Regions from separate parts of the Mus musculus genome. Here all the other regions are linked to region 1. A link is a contact called in public HiChIP or PLAC-seq data. All regions are on one chromosome and are shown on one strand. Each heading gives the region's core, a stretch centred on a gene start, on an enhancer-like site or on the middle of the called end of the contact. The rest is flanking DNA. Distances are from core to core; before and after follow the strand shown. Region 1 overlaps Lekr1 (leucine, glutamate and lysine rich 1). Region 2 overlaps Ssr3 (signal sequence receptor, gamma). Region 3 overlaps Tiparp (TCDD-inducible poly(ADP-ribose) polymerase).

Region 1 (4,676 bases), core at 1,218-3,717:
GTTTAGCCACCCCAGAGTCCAGCCCCTTGGTACCTGGCCACTCCCAGAGGGCTCTGCAGGTGTTCTGTCCTGAAATTCTTGATGATTTCATCTTTGAATTTGTGAATTTCTAAAGTGAATTTCTATTAAAAGAATGAAGTGTATGCTGGGAACTTGGTGCCACCGCCCCCCTGATGGTCTGGTCTGTCTGGGACAGGTCCTCACATCTTCCCGCAGAGCTCCTGGCACCAAAGGCTCCCAGAGTGGCCATTCCTTCCTCCCTTCAGCTCATGACTACAGTTGTCCTGAGTAGTTTGGAACTTCGTGGGCAGAGAAATGCAAACAAAATAATTCCATTACTTAAAAAAGGTCTAAATTCAAGTTTTTTAGGTGAAGTCTGATTTTTAAATGTTGACTCCTATTTTTAAAATCCAAACTTATATCTTTGTGGCCCTGTGAAGCGCCTGTCAAAAGGACAGCTTACTCTGTGTCTTTGTCACTTCTGCTGGGGGTGGGGGTAGAAGGAAACCATTGTTTAGACCCAAGTGACCCTCTCTTCCTTCTTCTGGATTAGTTGAAAATAGTAGAATATTAATTTCTGAAATGACTCATGGTGGTGAATAGATTTCCTCCCAAAGTTATTCCTTATGTAAATTTAACATTTGAAACACATTTTAGATGCATACTGCTTTGAAGCAGTGGTCCAGCGAGCTCTGGGAGCTCTCTCTGTGCCATTTCCAGATTTCCATGGCTCGTTTGCTACTGGAGTATAAGGAGGGACCTTAGATGAGCTTCTGCAAGGCTGCTCTTGTGTTCTGCTGCTGTTTGCTTGCCGATGGTTTGTTCCCCTTTTCAGTTTATAACCCAATAGCTCACACTGATCTGTCACTCCCCAGAAAGCTGTGGCTGCCGGTAGACCCACAGTGGCTCTCTTGCCTTGCTTAGGATTTCAGGCATGAGCCACCAAGATAAATTTTCTCTTTTCTAAGGAGAAAAAGTCTTTTCCATTCCAAAGGGATGATTTGGGCAGAAAGTCCCCTGAATTATTGTCTCATGTTCTTGTGTAAGGTGAGAGGCGATACCTTTGCGCCGTGTCCTGGCATTTTCTAGAACCGCCATAATGACACCAGAGTGGCCACTTGTCTTTCAGTTCAGTTCACTCAAATGTGATACTTCTTCCAACATAGTGGTTCAATTGCCAATGCTCTGTAGCCAGTCCTGGCTTTCCAGAGCCTGCAATGCTCATCCCAGCTAAGTCACCAGTTGTGACAGATCAGCCATAGTGGTAAAGGCATTTCACTGTTAAAATTAGATACAAAGTTGACCTGAGAGAGATGGGGGTGAGGGGAGGGTATTTTTAAACATTTACTGGCACCCCACTGTCATTACATTTAGAACAGTACAGAATTTCTATGATCACAAGACGTGGGAGAGTGCAGCTATAGAAGACTAAGCTAGTGTCTGGGGTACATCTATCTATATATAAGAAAGAAAAAATATGTCCCAGGCGAACTTGGTGTTCTGGTGTGAATGGGACACAACTGTGGTGTTCTCTTTCTGTGTCTCCAAAAACCAGTCAGGCACCTGGAGGTTCCAGAGCCCAGCCATGCCCTCTCCCATCTGTTTGTGAAAACTTGAGTTACTTTTGGCAGCTGGATTCAATCACAGAGATTTAAATATTTCCAAAGGTGCCCAAGTAGTTAATAGGATACCATTTTAGGAAAATAAATAAAACTCTGTGTTGACTTAAAACTATCTGAAGGCCTATATATGACATGGGATACAAGCACACTGGTTTATTAGAAGAAACTTAACAGCACACTTGTCTGTATACTAACGTGAGACTTATCTTATAGATAGGTGACCTAATCGCAGATGCTACAAAGGACCTGAGGCTGGAAGTGGCCTCTCTCCAAGAAAAACTGCATGAATCCCATGCACAATACACAGAAGAGTCTGAATCGAAGAAAAAAGAAATTGAAGACCTGAAAAATCTGGTAGCAGAATTCCAGTGTCGTTTGAAACAGGAAACTGGCCGTGATGATTCAATTTCCGAAGAGTTGAAGAAGGAAATGAAACAGAAGTCAGACGAGCTGGAAAGAGTAAGGCTGGCCCAGACACAGCTGCTGCAGCAGTTCAGCCAGTCACAGGAAGAGGTAGGAAGCAGAGAGCCCCCAGTGAGGACCATGGCCAGTTAAAAAGCAGGCAGGCAGGCAGGCAGGCAGGTACGCAGACAGACAGACAGACAGACAAATGCAAATGTGACAGGCAGTTGGAGGTCAAGAAGAGAGTCACAGCCTGGCTCCCAGGCATCCCTTGGCTTCATAGGACAGTTCTCTTCTTAAGTATCATTTATTCTTTGAGAATCTCATGCATACATACTGTGTATCTCTGTTAGTCATATTCATACACATCCCTTCCCTTCTCTCAACTATGGAATCCCCCTACGCCCTCTTCCCAACCTGACGTCCAGTGTTTTGTTTTGTTTAATAACAGTCCCGTGTATCCATGAGTGTGCAGCCATATACTGGGGCCTGGTCCATCTACCAGGGGCCACACCCTAAAGAAAAGCTGACTGTCTTTCCCCTAGTAGCTACCAGTTGTCAGCACTGCTTCTCAACTAGGGGTGGGAGGCTCACGTGCCCCTCCTGCTCCAAGCTGGACCCTGGCTGGCCTGATCCTATGTGGCTCTTATATATACAGTCTCAGCCTCTACAGAGTTCAGAAGTACAAGGGTCTTGTCGTGTCCTAGAGAATACCCAACCCTATTTCTTAGACTCTTTCTGTTCCCTCTTCCACCATGTTCCATGGACCCTGGGGGGATTGGTGTGATATTGATGTCCCATTTTTGGCTGAGCCCTTTCTAGAAACCAGTTCTGTGCAGCAAATAATCCCTTAAAAGCTCCACACCTAGAAGTCTTCCAATTAGATCTCACTTGCTTTAATAGTAAATCCTCACCAAAGAAAGCGTCAGGGCACATGTTGCTTACATTCAAAAAAATGTGGACAATGTAAAGATAATTTGAGTCTCATGTTTTACAGCTCTGTCAACCTGACTTGTAAAGCAACTTACATGCTTTCGTCTTCTGCCTTACATATGCACAGTTATATCAGTAGTGTTTTCTTGTTGTGAAGTAGGCTTATTTCTATTGAGAAATTTTTATCTCTGGCTTATTTATGATGAATTGGTAAACATGCTAGAAATAGTGTAACAATTGATCGTAATACTTGATCCCATAATAGCGATATAGCATATAAGGAAGAATGGACGGTTTTGAATGTTAGTGAGAAATAAGATTTCTGTCTGCCATATTGGCACGTTAATAAAGAAGCAAATAAAAAGTGCTAGCAATAATATTGTTTATTAATAATAAACACTATGTTTTTGCTATATTTAAATTGCCAACCAAAACTGAGAGCTTATATCACGATAAATGTGAAGTATGGGGTAGACAAAGCGCTAAATAAGAACAGTGTCTACCTTTAGATGTAGCCTTACTTATGTGTCACAGGTGAGACGCTAACAAACAAGCTTGGAGAGTGTCACAGGCTCACACAGTGAGAGAGGCGGGACTCAGACTCGAGTCGCAGAGGGACAAAGATTCCTATTCCAGGAAGACTTTTTAAATTTTATTTTATTTTTTTTATTATTTTGTTTAAGACAGGGTTTCTCTCTGTGTAGCCCTGGCTGTCCTGGAACTCACTTTGTAGACCAGGCTGGCCTCGAACTCAGAAATCTGCCTGACTCTGACTCCCAAGTGCTGGGATTAAAGGCGTGGACCACCACCGCCCGGCCCAGGAAGACTTTTTGATTCTAAATTTCAGGGCAACCTCAGGCTTAGCCCATAATATCTCCTAGTCAAGATCACTTACTTTTACTCTAAAAGCGAACAAAACCAAAACCAACAAACAGAAAAGAGTAAACCCAAGCCAGCCTGGGCTGGGGAGGAGGGGCCCCAGAGGGCAGCCAGTGCTTGTGAGGGACAGCAGCTCAGGCCAGGCGGGAGAGGAGCACACTGGAGAAACTGAGGAAAGAGGAGCTGCTCACTCACTTCTACTGGGTCCATACTAACACTCCCACGGACAACAGTGGGCGAAGGGAGAGAAAGGCCAAGTCACTGGACTAGCAAGTCTGAAGCCAAAAAAAAAATAAATAAATAAATAAATAATAAATAAAATGGCACTGTAATAAATGTAAGAAGTGACCCATCCAGAGGACAAATAAACAGAAAAAAGAACAAGGTCAATTTTTTTAAATGCAAATTATCATCTATGTAGGTTTTGAGCACTATGCTAGATAAAACAGTGGTATAATTATGAAAAAATGGTAACTAACTTCTGGGAAATGTTAAAGAAATGACCTACACAGAAATTTATCACATGAAACCTTACACGGAAGGGTAGAGACACCCTATATTACAAGTCTATAATTTATTGCTACTTGATAAATTGCCCTCAAAGACAATGACTTCAAACAATAAGAGTTCATAGTCTCATTTCTTTTTTGAAAGATTTATTTACTAATATTTATGTGTGCATATGTGTCTGTGTGAGTATATGTCTATAGGTCCTGGAGCACACAACTGTGCTTACCAGTGAAGGTCCAAAGAGAATGTCAGGTGTCCTTGTCTGTCATTCTTAAGTCTGTTTTAGACAGAATGTCTCCCTGTACCTGGGGCTGTCAAGGAGGTGTCCTC
Region 2 (4,676 bases), core at 907-3,406, 440 kb before region 1:
CTGGGGGGATGGGTTTTAAGTTTGTGGCCAGCTTGGACTGCACTTACAAGAAAACTAAAAAATGTTTTGCAAACTCCTTTCCTTTCAGTGGATTTTGGAAAACTGCACACTAAAGTTGAAGGTTCTCAAACCCTCTTGAAAGCAGCTGCAAATTTAAACCAAACATGGGCAACACTAGTTAGCTGTGGAAGCAGCCAATTTGGACATATCTACCAAGGTAAACTGAGTAATGCATTTCAGTTTTACCCTTATGAAGAAAAGCTTCATTTACTAATTTCCTCTTCAAAACTCCATGGCAAAAAACTAGTCATACTGGTCTCAAGCAAGACAAATACAAACTACAAACTCTGGGCCTGGATTCCTACTTCAGGAACTGATAGAAACATCATAGACTGCCAAATATCATTCAAGCACACAGCAACAGCACTGCTTCAAGGAACCTAAGTGGCAAAGCCACTACTTGCATAACAAGGAACTCAGGTCAGGACAGATAAAGAAACTGACCCAAACTGCTAGTTCATTACAACCCATAGTCCCTGTATGCTAGCCCACAGCTCTTTAAAGACTTTTTTCTTTATAGGGCTGTTTTTACACTCAATTATATGAGGGTTTTTTTGTTGTTGTTGTTGTTGTTGTTGTTTTTAGAGACAACCTACTCCACGAAATAGTCTCTGATCTTCATGTATACATGATGACACACTTGCCCTGCTACCCCAATTTTCTCTACCTCAGCTATTGTGCATGTGTCCGAGTATCTACCCGCACAATAATATAAAATTAAAATTAAATAAAATGAAAGACCCGCCCAATCTCCTATTAACTACCCTAAGACTTCAAAATAGGTGGGAAATAAACGATATGCTGGTATTCTTCATACATGCACACGTGTACATTCATACAAATCCTTCCTAACATAATGCCTGGTAGGAAGGCCCAGCAGGCACACAGCAGCACACTAGGGCAGGGACGGACTGTTCCTTCCTGTAACTGTGCTACGCCTGTCACTGTCTCAGACATCTGGCCAGAGACTTCAACAGGGCACTTACACGTGTAGGAAAGAGGTCTAATATAAAGTGTGTAATAAATACTCTTATGGTTCACATAAAGAATTACAGAAAAACAAAACACATTTTTAAAAACAAAGTTTAATCATACTTATTAATAACAAGACTTTTTTTAAAATGCAGAGTATAAATTCCACTTCCATCATTTCAGTTAACTTCAAATTATCCTTTCCAAATTAAAACAATATATCAAACAGTACAAGTTGTATATTTAATCCAAGACTTCTATTAAGTTATAAATGAGTAAATCGTGAAATAAAAATTCTTAACACTAAGAGTCTACCTATCACACATATGAGAAAGGAAAGAATGTGAGCACTCTGAATGTCCTATTTTACTGGTGTGATGTATGGGGTCTTTTTATGGTACAAACTCTGCCTGCCACAGATTTCACTGTCTTACTGAACACTTCGTAATCCTATGTGCAATGTTCAATGGTGGAGAAGAGGCTAGAGAGGAGGGGCCACACTTCTAAGTACAAAGGGCTGATACACTGGCTGCATGACTTCACACACAGAAATGTGGTAGCACAGAGTTAGAGAACATGTTCAGAGTTAAAAACAAAGACAGTCGCAGGAAACAGTCAAGACAGAAGAAAACTGCATAATCACTCTCCCAACAAACTTTTGGTTACTACTTAAAATTAAAAATTTGAGGCTGACATCCCGATTTCTTGAGCTTCTGACCATACTGTCAGATAAAGATAAAGGTGGTGACTTTCTCCCCAGCTACACAGGCACCGCCACCTAGTGGCAAGTTCACAGCAGTCACTTAGAAGGAGTTTGGTTTAGCTTTGGTAACATGATGGTTTATCAAATTATCATTTTACCAGCCAAATACTGATTAAAATAAAACAACAAAACAGCCTACCTCATATGTGTTACTGAAATGTACTTTGCTTTGAATCCCTTCTCATTTCCCCATTCATTCCACATTACCTGGAAATGACACTCAGGTAACAATGTATCACTGAAAAGAACTGAACACTTGGAGATAAAATGATTCTCCAGGCAGACAGTAAGGAGTAACATGACTATACAAGTGCACTCCTCTTGAGTTCCCTAAGTAGCACAGACCACAGAAACATCTACCAGCACAGAAACAGCTCTACTCCTTGTAAATATCTTTAAAGTTAAAAATAGAGTCATATGTTCCTCTTAAGTTTACAAGCAGAAACTAGATATTAGTAATATTTCCCTTTACAGAAAGTTCTTGGGTGTGGTGAACGGCAAATAGGAATATGAAATCAGTGATCATAGTGCTGCACTTTGCAAACTGTGAAGTCATTGCATACAAAATCAGAATCTGTACATAATGAGTGGGGAAAAGACATGGGGGGGTGGGGGTTATGACCACACAACATGAGGCTACTCTTTGCTAGACCCCCCCAAAAATGTATGTGATCAGCACTTCACAATTAAAAGGAACCTTGAGCAAACGGGGCTAAGTTTATTAAAGTCCTCATGGAAAAATGCTGACAACCATTTTAAACCACTGTAAATTCTTTGGAGAGCCCAAAGAATTCCAGGGTTACGTTCACAAAAATTCTTTTGGTCTCTCATGTGTCAATAATCACAGTAGAAATACTCTCTCACTTAATATTCTGCCTGTGGTGCGAAAGCCTGGTCATAGACACAATGATCCCAGTGACTTCGCACATCAAACCAACATGGCAGGGTCAAGCTGACCTCCCGGCCACCCAGGGCCAAAGCCATACAGCTGAACAGTGTGTGCTTTGGCCTCACAGGCCAACACTCATAGGCCTGGGTACTATTTTTAGGTAACTACCTTGGCTGCCTTTCTTTTAAAAAAAAAAAAAAAAAGATTCTGCAAGTTTCCCTCCCTCAAATTGGAGAGGCCCTGTAATTTACAATTAACTTTGAGTTATTATAAATTACAAATTTGAAGCCTTGTTAAAAAGAAAATGAGGCTTCTGTTTAATTCCTTAGGAAGAGGATTCACTCTAAGATTTACAGTTCGAAAAGTTGTAATATTGTGCTTGGAACACAGAGAACCAGTTATTAACTTCTTCCTCCTATTATAAATAATAACAGCTCAGTCCAGGTTACCATGACCTCTGACAGATGTAGGAAACAAGTTATTTTCTCCTCGTGATTACAGCACATTGCAAGACTCCTTGCCTTTTAATAAAATGCCCTGGTACTCTGAGTTTCCCTTTCAATTCATTTAATTTCAGCAATCTGTCAAAAACAGCCAATAAACAAACACTGAATTACATTCTACTGCATTTTTAAACCCTGAAGCTCCAGACTATAAAAACAACTTATGTGTCTCCCAACCTGGCCACCCTGATGCTTTCCCATATACCACAGGCCACCCCGAGATACAAAGGCAGAGGGCCAAGCTACATGGTCTATTTGGAGCCAGTAGACAAGAGGGCGATGAGTCCAGATGAAGCACTTATGGACAAAATGTAGTTTCTGTAAGATTTAATGTTAAGGAAAAAAAATGAGACCCCCTAAATTAGGTTTTTAACAATAAGACTTTTCCTTATTGACACAAATATGTAGATGTAGTTGGACTGTCAGTAAACACAATCTACAGCATGGGAGGCTATAAACATGACAAAATACCTACAAGCAATATGCTTCAATACTGAAAAGACACTTGGGACAAACTTAAAACAAATAATAACAAAGAACACATCCTAGTTCCATGTAACCCTCATGGAAGAACTGGTCAAAGAGCATGCAGACAAGCAAAATAGTAAAGGGGAAACCTCTAGTCAATCAGCGTGCTGCTACCAGTCAGCCTATAAGGCAAGGAGGTTCTGAAGGTTCCTGGCTACTTAGAGACTGAGCAAACCATGTTGGGGGCACTCTGGCAAGGTCCACCAGTATTCCCAAAAGATGAGTTGGAAAGTGTCTGATATTTCATTACACCATAAGCTCTGATTATTAAAAAGTCTGGCTGTGCTTTTCTGGATAATACCTTTGATAAAAAAAAATTACTTTAATAAAAAAACAAATAACTCTTGGCCAAAGTTCAATTTAAAAGCATCTTGAACACTATGAAGATATTATAAACTGTGCATTTGTAACTACCCTGACTATCACCTAACCCCCAAAGCCAGCATAAATGACAGAACCAGTGAAGACAGCACATTTACTCTGACTTTGACTCCTTGTAGACAGGAAGGTAGACGAAGTCAGACAGTGTAACATTGCTTTATAACACACTATTTACCATAAAACTACAATTTATAGATTTAAAAAACACTAAGTCAAGCCAGAAACTCTTAAGCTCTAAGTCCACAGACACCTACATATAGTTAATGTTATTTAACTGAGTCTGGTAAGTTTCTGTTTCCACAAGCATACCAGATAGCTTAAAAACACAACAAACTACTGTTTATAGGAAAACTTTCTAAAGGATACACTGTGGGGTTGAAGTTCTTCAGTATAAAGAAGGAAGCAACAATAACCAGAACCAGGAACAGAGTGTTGTTATAGAAGATGGAGAATGTTGTAGCTTCATAATCAGCAACTTCATTCTTCTTCCACAGGATTCTAGAGATACAAGTCAAGTAAGTTTATAAACATGACCAAAACCTTGACATACCAAATGGTTCTCATTCACTAAAAAACAAAC
Region 3 (4,676 bases), core at 987-3,486, 270 kb before region 1:
TTTACAGTAAGTATCCAACTGTTTTTCACTCTTCATTTTCTTACTTTCCATTTATGTAAATGTACTACTGGATACCAAATTTAAAAGAATTATCTTGGTTACTATTACTGGAATGTGAAATTGTGCATTCCTTACATTTAATTCTTAAGTAAATCGAGTTCAGATAACTACTATTCACCCAGTCCTAAAAGCATGAGTTCTATCTTGGCTTTTTGAACTGAAAAAACAGGGTACAGTTAACATATTTATATAACTTAAGTAACTTGTATTTGGATTAAGCAGAGCTTGCTTCTTATAAGGGGACTTTTTCCAAATTACAAGTTTACTTTAGGGCCAGATATACCATTATTAGAATTTGGTTTTGAAGGTGATACTAAACTTAGTGTCAGTTGGTCCATTCTGATCCTTAAAATAAAATGCAGTTTTCATATTCCTACTGTTTTTATTTTGAGTCATTCATGGCAAACTCTTAAAGAATTTAGGTCTGGGGTTAAATAAGACCATTATAAAAACAAGATAGGTGATAAAAGTAGGAGGCCTCAAGTTTTAAGCCAGCCTGGGATACATACCAAATTGCAGACCAGTTGGGGAAACCAAGGAAGACCCTGTCTTAAAACAAGGACACAAAACTTGAAAATAAGAAGAATCTCTCAGAATTAAAATTCAAAATCATTTTGTAATAAGGTCAATTTTAGAAATATATTGGCTTGTGTTTTCTTCCAAGTTCATATGTGAAAATGAAATTGTTACCTTAGTTTTTCTTTCTTTAATTAGAAGTAATAAAAAACGCAATTGCTGGGATTTCACTCGCACAGCTGGAGCTAGTGTCTCCATCCAGTAGTTAGGAACATGCTGTCCTCCTGATGAGACAGTAGAACTCATTAGTGAGACCAGCAGCTTGGCATGCTGAGCTAACAGAAGCAAGATGTGGCTCCTTTGGAAGGATAAAATTCCTTTTTCAAATGCTGCATTGTTGGAAAAGTTTTAAATAGTGAAAAGAAATACTTTAAGAGATTATGCCTTTAAAAAAACGTATACTCATTTTAAAAGTATAAAATATAAAAATAATATAAGCATAAATATGATATAGAATGAAGAATTACAACAAAAGAAAATAATTATTTGCTTTTTCTTTTCAAAAATTGTTTTAGTCTTCCTGTCTGAAACAGTGATAATACAGGTCTAAAATGAGAGATCAGCAAATCAGTGAGAATAGGGAGATGTTTGAAGAAGAAAAGCACAAAATAAATTGACAGGGTGAAATGTTAAATACAGCATCCTATCTGCTCTCTGGTCTACAGCTACAGGACATTCCCTCCTAATAGGGATAAGGAACAAAGGGCATTGGTTCCAAAAGCAGATTTCACAGGTCATGATCTTAGCTACAGAGAATGCTTCGTGTTTTCCATTTAACTATTAAATTCAAAGAACCAAAGGAAACAAGAGATGTGGGTCATACAATTCCAGCAAATTCCATTGTATAAAGAGTGTTTCTGATACTGATAAAAGGAATCCTGTTCTTTAATATCCCTAGAATACCTGAGCTGAAGTAGCATAAGCAACAAATCAAATTCAGGGGCTTGAGGGGCTGTGTCTCAGAGCTGAAAGGATATCTATTTCATGTAACCGTCTCATGGTTATAAGAATGCCAAACATAGTTTCTTTGACTCTTTCCCTAGAGGGATAAAATTAATCCAATTTTATTTCAATACTGAAATTGGTTTAGGAAACATTTCAAAATGGTAAAGGGGAGGCAAGGATAATAAGGTTGGAATCTGAAAAGCTATAAACAAGTATACTATTGTGATACTATAAGGTGAATAGAAACAGTGTTCTCAGAAAATAGTGGTACATTTTAACATTGCTTAGAACACATACATACATACTTTAAAATGGCAAGTATAAGTATAAAAGTCCATCATGATACATGCCTTTGTATATGTTTCAGTAAAGTTAGAATATTAGCCTGATGAAAGTATGTATATGTGGGAGTCGGTGTTATCCATGTAGGGAATTTAGAATATCTGCATATTTGTGCTTATTGTTGCACTAATAAATAATCATCCTACATGCTCATCAACAGAGAAAAATGTGTTATATGTATGCTTGGTTTTACTCGTCCACAAAGGAAAAGAAAGTCTTTTGAAAGGAAATGGATAGTCCTGGAGCTCATATTAAAGGAAATAAGCCAGCGTCACACAAACAGTTATTGCATGTTTTGTCTTCTATAGGATCAGATTAAGCAATATATCTGTAAGACAGGCATGAAAGTGGAACAGGAAGTCTAGGAGGAGGATGGGGGACAGTAAACAGACACGGAATGAACAAAGTACAAAGGCATACATGTGAATTATTTACTTCTCTCGTTGCTTTAACAAAAAACCTGACAAAAGCAAAACTTAAGGAAGGAACAGTCTGTTGTGGCTCTTGGTTTAAGGTACAGTTGATCGTGGCAGGGAAGTTATGATAGAAGCTATGTGAGATAGCTGCTCGTGTTACATCTACAGCCAGAAAATAAAGAAAAGAATGTTTGCTGTCTTTCTTTTTATTCAGTCTTGAGACTCAGACCAGCCATGGGAACATCTTTACAGAATGCAAAAAGGTTTATTTCCTGTGTTATTCTGAATCCTGTAAGATGAACCATCATAGGCAACTATAACATAATGAAACCCATTCTGAATGCCAGATGTAAATAACAAATAAGTCTTAGTAGAATGTTGGGGAAGAGTCTTACCTTGTTGGAAATGTCAAACCCTAACAGTAATGGAAAGCCAGGTAGGCTAGTACCTACCTTGGCAAATCAGGGTAGGAGTTAGGGGCTAAATGGAGGCTCTTCTGTAATTTGTTCAGAACAGTGATGATACTTTAAGAAGAGCCAGAGTTTTTTGAGACTGATTAAAGCAGTGGAGCGTCTCTTTAGAAAAGCATACCAGTGAAAAACATTTTAACAGGAAAATAAACCTGTGCCAAGTCTCCAAAGGAATTTGTCAGCTCTCAGAAAATGATCCAAAACACAAGAAATATGAGTCTTTTGTTGTAATAGACGGAGGGACTACTTAAATCTGCCCCTGAATTTCAGATGAGGGTGGTAGGGGTCCTAAGTCCACTCACTTAGAGCTTTGTCTTACAAAAGGGCTTTGGGGAGCATTGAATTGAAGGCACAGCTACTTACATGAAGCTGTCAGGGATTAGAGAGGGCAATTGTGTTTCTATAGCATTAACTTAATAAGCCATCTTCTTACTAAGGAGTAGTGGCAATACCAGTAACAGTGCTAAGAGTCAGACAAATCAGCCTGGATCTACCATATTAGTAGCTTTATTTTATTGTAAATTGTGAAATGTGGAAGTGGAAAGAAATAAGCCTGGATTTTAAAATATGTCTGCTATATCAGGACAGAATCATTAACTACTCTGAACTGTTTGTTTATTTGAGGAGGGGGATAATCAAACCATATTGCAGTTCGTGTGGCAGGGACATTGTGAATGAAATATATAGTGTGTGCTCAGTGGGCGACTAATGACAGCGGTGATATGTACTTTAGAGACGAATGTTCATATACAACTATAACCTCTGGGTCACAAAACTCTTTTGAAAATGTCAATTTCCAAATCCACTTGGCAGGCATTACTCCTTCCTTGTGACCACCATGTACTGATGAGCGAGTGTTACAATACCCTGACACTGAAACTAGGTCTCAGGGTCAGGATTTCCTGATTCTTTGCTTCTTCCCTTTTCCTTGTTTTGAAAAAGCTAAAAAGTATGATTTAAATATATGAACCAGACAGGAAAAAGTAAACCTATTATTTATGTAATTCATCTTTGAAAGTAACAAAGTTGAATTTAAAGATTGAATTGTGCACCCTCTGGAATCTGCTCTATTTGGGGGAGGGGCCCGGAGATTGAATCCAGTGCATTAAGTATCATAGGTCATCACTTTTTTACTTGAGCCCATCTACCCTTAATAGGCCCCCAGTTTCTTTTCTTTTTTTTTTTTTTTTTTTTTTTTTTTTTGAGACAGGGTTTCTCTGTGTAGCCCTGGCTGTCCTGGAACTCACTTTGTAGACCAGGCTGGCCTTGAACTCAGAAATCCACCTGCCTCTGCCTCCGGAGTGCTGGGATTAAAGGCTCCCCAGTTTCATCTTAATTACATCTAAAATTGTAAAACTGGAATAATATTTAGTGATTGTTTTAATTTTAGTATTAGAAAGTGAATGCCTGCTTCATGACTTTTGTTACTTTTTATATAGAAAGTAAAGGTTTTAATTTTTAACCCCAGAAGTTCCAATTTAACACCTCCCGTACCTTATTTCCCATCCTACATAGTCTATAGTGATAGTAATTTTTCTGCTTAGTGTCAGCTGAAAGAAGCATGTAAATTATCGTTGTTTCTTTGAGACAAATCTTTTTTAAACTGTATATACAAAAGAGGACTCTAGGAAGATTCAGAAGTAAAGATACTTGTAAGTTGCTCCTTGACTATTTGGTCTGAAGCAGTGCATTTCAGAGTTGTCTCCTCAGAAAAAAAGCAAGAAATAAGCAAACGTGTTTGCTCTAAGAGCCTGTTGTTGTTTTTGTTTGATGGGGTTCTTTTGGTTTGTTTTTTGAGTTGTTATTTTGAGACAGTTTCCCAGGGTGGGCTGAGGTGGTATTTCTCTTGCCTCTATCTACTGAGTGC

The links. HiChIP or PLAC-seq counts read pairs in DNA pulled down with a chosen protein or histone mark.
Region 2: a contact with region 1 is called in an H3K4me3 HiChIP or PLAC-seq map of bone marrow-derived macrophages, with 4 times the contacts expected there. The contact joins two enhancer-like sites. A contact is called at or near these places in 10 of 39 promoter capture datasets (the 3T3-L1 cell line, the C10 cell line, cranial neural crest and 6 more), 1 of 484 Hi-C or Micro-C datasets (uterus), 4 of 115 datasets of contacts at active chromatin or transcription factors (bone marrow-derived macrophages, heart atrium, large pre-B cells and 1 more) and 1 of 9 other capture datasets (pancreatic islet).
Region 3: a contact with region 1 is called in an H3K4me3 HiChIP or PLAC-seq map of bone marrow-derived macrophages, with 3 times the contacts expected there. The contact joins two enhancer-like sites. A contact is called at or near these places in 1 of 115 datasets of contacts at active chromatin or transcription factors (bone marrow-derived macrophages) and 1 of 9 other capture datasets (embryonic stem cells).

Annotation. Positions count from the first base shown.
Region 1 is chr3:65,817,959-65,822,634 of GRCm38.p6, forward strand. It overlaps Lekr1 (leucine, glutamate and lysine rich 1), which reads left to right. Exons shown (of 13, transcript NM_001166659.1): 12 at 1,836-2,135. Among named protein-coding and RNA genes, the nearest start is that of Gm25755, 49 kb to the left of the region's middle. Within about 2 kb of position 2,468, at least 31 of the 459 cell types and tissues checked have an H3K27ac peak or open chromatin away from gene starts, as enhancers often do. A contact at or near this core is called in bone marrow-derived macrophages, where this site is marked.
Region 2 is chr3:65,378,530-65,383,205 of GRCm38.p6, forward strand. Ssr3 (signal sequence receptor, gamma) reads right to left here. Exons shown (of 5, transcript NM_026155.3): 4 at 4,463-4,594; 5 at 1,128-3,505. The coding sequence ends at 3,439. Among named protein-coding and RNA genes, the nearest start is that of Ssr3, 12 kb to the right of the region's middle. Within about 2 kb of position 2,157, at least 23 of the 459 cell types and tissues checked have an H3K27ac peak or open chromatin away from gene starts, as enhancers often do. A contact at or near this core is called in bone marrow-derived macrophages, where this site is marked.
Region 3 is chr3:65,547,680-65,552,355 of GRCm38.p6, forward strand. It overlaps Tiparp (TCDD-inducible poly(ADP-ribose) polymerase), which reads left to right. Exons shown (of 6, transcript NM_178892.5): 4 at 1-6. Among named protein-coding and RNA genes, the nearest start is that of 4931440P22Rik, 21 kb to the left of the region's middle. Within about 2 kb of position 2,237, at least 7 of the 459 cell types and tissues checked have an H3K27ac peak or open chromatin away from gene starts, as enhancers often do. A contact at or near this core is called in bone marrow-derived macrophages, where this site is marked.